2 separate regions of the Gossypium hirsutum genome follow, and region 2 is linked to region 1. Evidence: chromatin contacts called from public Hi-C data. All regions are on one chromosome and are shown on one strand. The core of a region is the stretch at or near the end of the contact, and the rest is flanking DNA. Distances in the headings are between cores, read along the strand shown.

Region 1 (3,346 bases), core at 498-2,997:
TCCAGATGTTTGCTTGTTATAAAACCGAGTATTAAAAACAACTTTACAATATTACCAACTTTCATTGACTATAAAATCTAATTGGACTGCCATGTAGAATTACCGTTAGGGAGATAACGAAACTTAACGGAAGAGTGATCACTTCGTAACAAAATAATAACATAAGTGACTAAAACGTAACATTCAAACATAAGTGACTAAAATATAACCTGAGGCAAACAAAAGTGATTATTTTTATAGTTTACCCTTAAAAAAATATGAGGGCAAAAAACGTTTCCAACTTCCTGGATTTGTTTTTATTATTTCGAATTAATTCCATATTTTTTTAAAAAATAACCTAACCCAATAATGTTTTTTTTAAAATAACATATTTGGGAAATTTACAACGCGTGAAAAGGTTTTGCTCAATTTTTTTTTCAGTAATTAGCAGAGCATCTCAAGGGAATTATTTGATTAGATATCACTTTGCGTTTACTTGAATTACAATGGACTGGGCAACTTTTCAAAAAATTGTGCTTACTGTTTCTGTATTCCTTGCAAAAAAAAGTGGGTGCCTTTTTAGTGTCTAGGGTCACTTTTGCTTCATATATGAAAATTTGTTGAATTAATAATGAAGTGATAAAAAAATGGTTAAAAGAAGTCTTTATAAATTTGAAATTAGTTTTTTTATTTTCAGAAATTTAATTATTTCATTTTTTTATATTTTAAAAGTTAAGTTCAATTGTTAATATTATTTAATGTGTTAGTATGATAATTTGACCTAAAAATAATATAATTAAAAAATGGCATTATAATAAATTTAAAAACAAAATAATTTTAATATTATTAATAATAGTTTAACTTAAATTTTGAAATTTTAAAAAAATAAAAAATAAAAATTTTAAAATAAAAATAGTAAAACTGTGAACTTTAAATTTACATATTTTAAAAAAGAAATTCAACATCAAAATTTACATTATCTTCGGTTCCATCTTGAGCATCTCCTACTTTTCTTTTTCTTTTATAAAAGATTTTGATAAATATATTTTAGAACAACCGGATAAGGATGAAAGGTAGTTCAAGAAGATTCAAAGTTTTGCTTTTGTTTTGGTAAAAATTAATGAAAAAATTATTTGATATATAAATTTAGCTTTAATATTTAGTTTGATATCTGAATTCTTTTTAAAATTGGGTACTTGAGTTTGGTTTAATATTTAATTTGATATCTAAACCAAACAACCCATTAAATGTTTAATATATTTACTCTATAGTAAAATAACACGTGCTTAATTGAAAAAAAAATAAAATTCAAGTATTAAGTTGAACATCAAATAAAAAATTGGGTACTTGAATGAGACAAAAAAATTAATATTAAATTTAAAAAATTTATATATCAAAATGAATCTTAAAATATACTAAATTAAATATTAAAACTAAATTTAAATACCAAATAATATATATAGTACGGTTAAAAAAAGCAAGCAGCATTGGAGTTGGGGATTTGGACGAAAGCCTAAAGGGTAAAAACCTATGGAGCTAGGCACAACCATGCTAAGGTGGTGCAGGTGGTGGTGGTGGGGTTGTCATTTTCTGGCCATGCCAAAAGGAATCACCATGGCATGCTTAGTTGTTAGCACTTACCTTTACTTAGGCTTAGGGTTATGCTTGTTACCAAAAAAATTTACCACTACATCCAATAGGCATGGGTTAGACATATGCTAATCTATATTTTAAATACATATTTTGGATGTATGTGCCCTCTCAAGTTCAACCCTTGACCCCGTCGACCTATGCCTACTACTACTTCCCAAACTCGTAACATTGTTTCTCCACGTGGAGGTCGTGCCGCTTTCCGAGGCCTAGTTCGTCATGCCTTAAAGTTGTCAATTTATATTATAACATTAATTAGTAACAATCATAATCTAATAACAACCCCTTTTTTATTTTTTATTATCTTATATCAATAATTATGCTGTTTTTGAAATGAGGGACGGCCTGCTTCAGCCAGTCTCTTATTTGTATACATGCATAGGTAGGGTGGTGGGGAGAGCTGTATAGAAAAAGACTGCTGTTTTAGTGTTTTACTTAACCTCATCCCTCCTTTCTTCTTTTTATCTTTCATTTCAGTCTTAAATTGAGAGAGACAGAGAGATGGGGAACTGTCAGGCTATAGATGCTGCGGCGTTGGTGATACAACATCCATGTGGGAGGATAGAGAGGTTCTATTGGCCTATTCTTGCAAGTGAAGTGATGAGAATGAATCCAGGCCATTATGTTTCGCTCATCATACCATTGCCTCCCTCTGAGGATGCCAACCAAGACAATAAGGCCGTACGCTTCACTCGTGTCAAGCTTCTTCGTCCTTCTGATACTCTCGCCCTTGGCCATGCTTATCGCCTTGTCACTTCTCAGGGTGCGTGTCGTATTATTATTTTTCACAAGATTATGAGATTTTTCCGCTTCCCCCCCCCCGGAAACCCTGATTATATAGCTTGCTTATATATTTGTTCTTAATTGTTTTTATCAAGAAACTAATACTTGTGTATTGCCTGCTGCTGCCGCTGCTGCAGAGGTTATGGAGGTTCTAAAGGCAAAGAAATATGCAAAAAAGACAAGGCAACACCTGGAATCAAGTGAAAAGTTGCAGCATGAACAAGGGAATAACCTAAGTTCAGAGTCCTACCAAGTATGTCTGCATTCGCCACCTCCTTAGGCTTTATCATTAGTAGTTCATTAGATTTTAGTATTTCAGAATCTGGTATGGGGACAATGACCTCATACGAATATATAAGCTAGCCTTCTAGGCTAGAACGAATTCATAAAGTTCATCAACCCAAAAGGATAGTACCTAAAAGATCTGATCAAGTTCACGAATCCTTAACAAAATCAATTGAAGCAATTTTCATGTTTCATTTAAATCTAGCATTCTCATTCATATTCCTAAATACATGGGCGCTTATTTTCTAACAGTCTCAGGTGACAAAACATGAAAGACGACGCCCAAGGACAGCGCCTGCCAACACTGCTGCAATGAGTTCAAAATCATGGCAGCCTTCATTACAGAGCATCTCTGAGTTTGGAAGCTAATAGTGTTTGTTTTCGGATTTTATTTGTAAAGATAAGATTGGGTTTTGGGAGTGGCAATAAACTACAACTTCACTACGAACCCCCCAAAAACTATATAAAAATATAAATTCACCCGAAGGAATAAAGATGGTAACTTAGATTTCTTATTTGCAATCACAGCTTCCCAAATTGAAATATGTTTCAAGAAATAAAGAACTTGTGCATAGCTTCTGAGTTCAGAAGAGCACGTTGTATCATCATAGCTGATAACAAGTCAAGTCTTCCAATCAACATTTTATAC
Region 2 (3,434 bases), core at 206-2,705, 130 kb after region 1:
TATTTAATATATTTAACATTTTTTAATTTATATATACATTTCAAATCCGTGCATAAATTAATTGATATACCTAACTATTAGGATAAATTACACGAGCTAGATGTGTGTATTAATTAAATGTGGATTTTTTTTTCTTTTTTAGGTTTTACAAATTTATAGATGTGGAATGTCTCTATTTTAAATGTTGAAAGCTTTTGTTAAGAAGTTTAAGGATCAAATTTATAGAATTAGAATCAAATTGATAGAATATGTAAGTATTGAGGACTAAATGTACAATTATACCAGATAGAAAAATGTTTCCCGTTATCAATTTAACGACGGTGATCAAAACAGCAATGAATTCAAACACTAATGTCTAAATTGAAAATGATTAAAGTTGAGTGACTAAAACAAGAACGTGAACATAATTGAACAACTATTTGTATAGTTTATCTAAAAAAGAATTGTATAAGCGATTTAAGTAGCACTTGGCAAGAATTTTCCTTTTTGGATAAAAGAGCTGAGAATAGAGGAAGGGTTTGAAAAGTTGGAACTCAAATCCTCATTAAGAACTAATCTCTTGAAGATGAGGACGTAAATAAACTGCTTCGAATTTCTCGAGGATTCGATACCACATTTCATCATTAGATCAGTTAGAAGCTGTTGTTGAATCTTCGTTCTCGTGTGGCTTAAAAACTAAGCATTAGTGACCAAGTAAATATGCAGCCCCATGTAGCTAGGCCGATGAGTAAAATGGGCTGCAATGTCAAATCTCAATATAGATTGCTTAAATTTTATAACTTTCATCGTTCAAATCATAGAGATTACCATTTGGTTATGGGTGTCTTTGGATATAATTGCTAATTATAATTACAAGACATGGTTGGCATAGTACAATTATATCTTAATTCTTAATATTATCTTTGATAGTTTCTTTTTTACTAAATAATAATAATAGAAAGTCATCAAAAGTAATTATTCATATAATTCATTCAATTCCAAACCCTTACTTAAGAATGGGAGAGTGTAAATGTAGTTAAATTTACTAATTATAATGGTTAATTAAACATGCCACACATGTATAATAACAATTAATACACCTAAATTTAATTACTGAATGACTTTTCAAATGCATTCTATATTCTCTTTCAAGTAGAAGCAATTGCATTGTTAGTAAATTTTATTTTAGTCCACAAGTAGGAACTAAATTGTTATATGTATTTAATATGAATAATAATTTGTGATATGTATTTAAGAGACTAACGAATGTACTGATTAAAACATTAAAAAAATTATATAAATGAAACATATGGAGTTAAAAATTTTCATGCGGGCATGTGGCTTATGTGTTCTGTTTTGATTTTTACATGCCAACTGAAAGGTGTTTAAGGGGACCAAACCCATGAACAAATGGGCATCATAGGAGCCCAAACTACTTGAAGATTTAGGCTTAGGTGTTCCAAGAACAGTTAGGTAAGTTTGGATTGCTTAATTCAGGGAAAAAAAAGAGAGAGAATAGATAGAGACGGGCTTAACTAAACAGGTACCTAAAAACTCTTCAAGGACGATTGGATATCAGCAGAACTCCATTTATCACTTCTTCTTTAAACCACCCGGAACCCATCTTTTTCCGTCACTCTCCGGCGTGAATATCAGCAGAAGAAGGCTACTTCCAGTTCGTCTCTGTTTCCAGCTCCTACATTGGTAATGGTATGTTCTAACAATATATCTCATTCCTTGGCCCTTTCCCTTTTTTGTCTTTGGCTTTCTTTCTCAATTTCCTACCTAGGGTTTATTTCGCTCCTCTAGCTATTGCTATGAAAGTCTCCATTGCTGAAAAAGCAGATGAAAAAATTATTCTTTTTTTTGGGGGGGGGGGACGGCTTATCAATAGAAATGATTAAACGCGAAATGCTACAAACAATTCGGTATATCAGTCATTTAGTTAGAAACTTATATTTTTTTTTAACTCTAGAAATTTAGGCAGTGCGGAGCAATTTTACTCTCTGATGAACTGCCTGCCACACGTGCGTGCTTATGGCACAGCTTTATTTAGAAAGGCTGGTAATTTCATTGCAACAACTTCTTTGAACCAATGCCATGTTCCTTTCTGGAAAAGAAATTTTGAGCACGCGGGTGTTAAGACTGTGGATTTAGAGTTCTTGTTGACAAGATTTCGCCCTCAGTGTTACTTTTCCCGGAAAAGTAATAGTAGTAGTAGCACAAAAAAAGCATCCAGGACTAAAAAAGTTCATCCTGAACAACCACCGGTGATGGAAAACGAGAAAGATGCATTCTTTGTAGTGAGAAAGGGAGATGTTGTTGGTGTTTTCAAGAGCTTTGCTGATTGTCAGGCCCAAGTTGGATCCTCGGTAATTCTTCTTACTTCCTTTTTCTAATGTCACCTAAAGTTGATTTACTTTTAGGCTAATTATTGTGCTATACTGTGTTATTGCAAATTGGAATATTAATACTTATGTGCTTTTTAGATTTCAATGAAATGACATAATAATTGTAATGCAAATAACATAGCAGTCTTTCAAATTTAGATACTGTGTTTCTCCTTTTCGCTGTTCTGTTAACTTTGACATGTTATTGTTCTTTTGGAGTAGATATGTGATCCTCCGGTCAGTGTCTACAAAGGCTACTCTTTGACAAAGGAAACTGAAATATATCTGTCTTCCTGTGGGCTTAAGAATGCTTTCTACACTATTAGAGCTGCAGATGTGAAAGAAGATCTTTTTGGAGCGCTCATGCCCTGCCCTTTCCAGGTGAGACCTTGAGTATGAACCTTATGCATACTGCAAACTTGTTGTTTGTTTGAACAAGTCTGTCAGAAAAAGAAAAAAAAGATTTTGATGTTGTCTTCCTTTTTTTCTTCACCTGCATCCATGTCTCTGTTTGCTTGAATGTGTTCTTGTGACAGCAATTGCACCTAAAACTTGCATCTCCCAATTAATGTGATCTGCTTGGAGGTTTTGAGGCCATCGATGATCAATCTCTTTGTTCTTTGATTAGTTTCTTTCTTTCACATGTTAACTGTATCACAAAGGCTGTTTTATACCATCCAGAGAAGGTGAAGATATTGGCTCCTACAGATTCGAAGGCCAATGTTCCTAATTTTTTGTGTCTCAGGAGCCAGCTTCTTCTAAAGGTGAAACATCTCATAATGATGCAACCAAAAAGAGACCACAGGATTTGCTTCAGTCAGAGTATGGGGTAGGTTAGCTGTTTTAATGTTCCCTGAGCACATCATTATTAATATCATACAAGTTTGGGTGTGACACTATTTTTCAGTGTTTTACCTTTAACCTTTTGTAGGGACTGGGATCACTTGGTTCAATAGCCGTAGCCGATCCCGTGAGAAAGCATTTCAAGTTGGATCCACATGCTGAGGCTCAAATAACATCCTCTGGTCATGTAAGTAGATTTGGTAGTGACAACTGATTATGTTG

What was found. A called contact is a pair of places that touch in the nucleus more often than the background predicts.
Region 2: a contact with region 1 is called in a Hi-C map of leaf, with 4 times the contacts expected there. The contact joins the promoter of LOC107886670 here to the promoter of LOC107943707 in region 1. A contact is called at or near these places in 15 of 34 Hi-C or Micro-C datasets (callus, fibers, hypocotyl and 3 more).

Annotation. Positions count from the first base shown.
Region 1 is chrA03:100,912,076-100,915,421 of Gossypium_hirsutum_v2.1, forward strand. It overlaps LOC107943707, which reads left to right and starts at 1,748. Exons shown (of 3, transcript XM_016877486.2): 1 at 1,748-2,392; 2 at 2,550-2,665; 3 at 2,950-3,302. The coding sequence starts at 2,131. The coding sequence ends at 3,066.
Region 2 is chrA03:101,040,827-101,044,260 of Gossypium_hirsutum_v2.1, forward strand. It overlaps LOC107886670, which reads left to right and starts at 1,456. Exons shown (of 14, transcript XM_041095454.1): 1 at 1,456-1,689; 2 at 1,955-2,351; 3 at 2,592-2,750; 4 at 3,115-3,198; 5 at 3,301-3,399. The coding sequence starts at 1,989.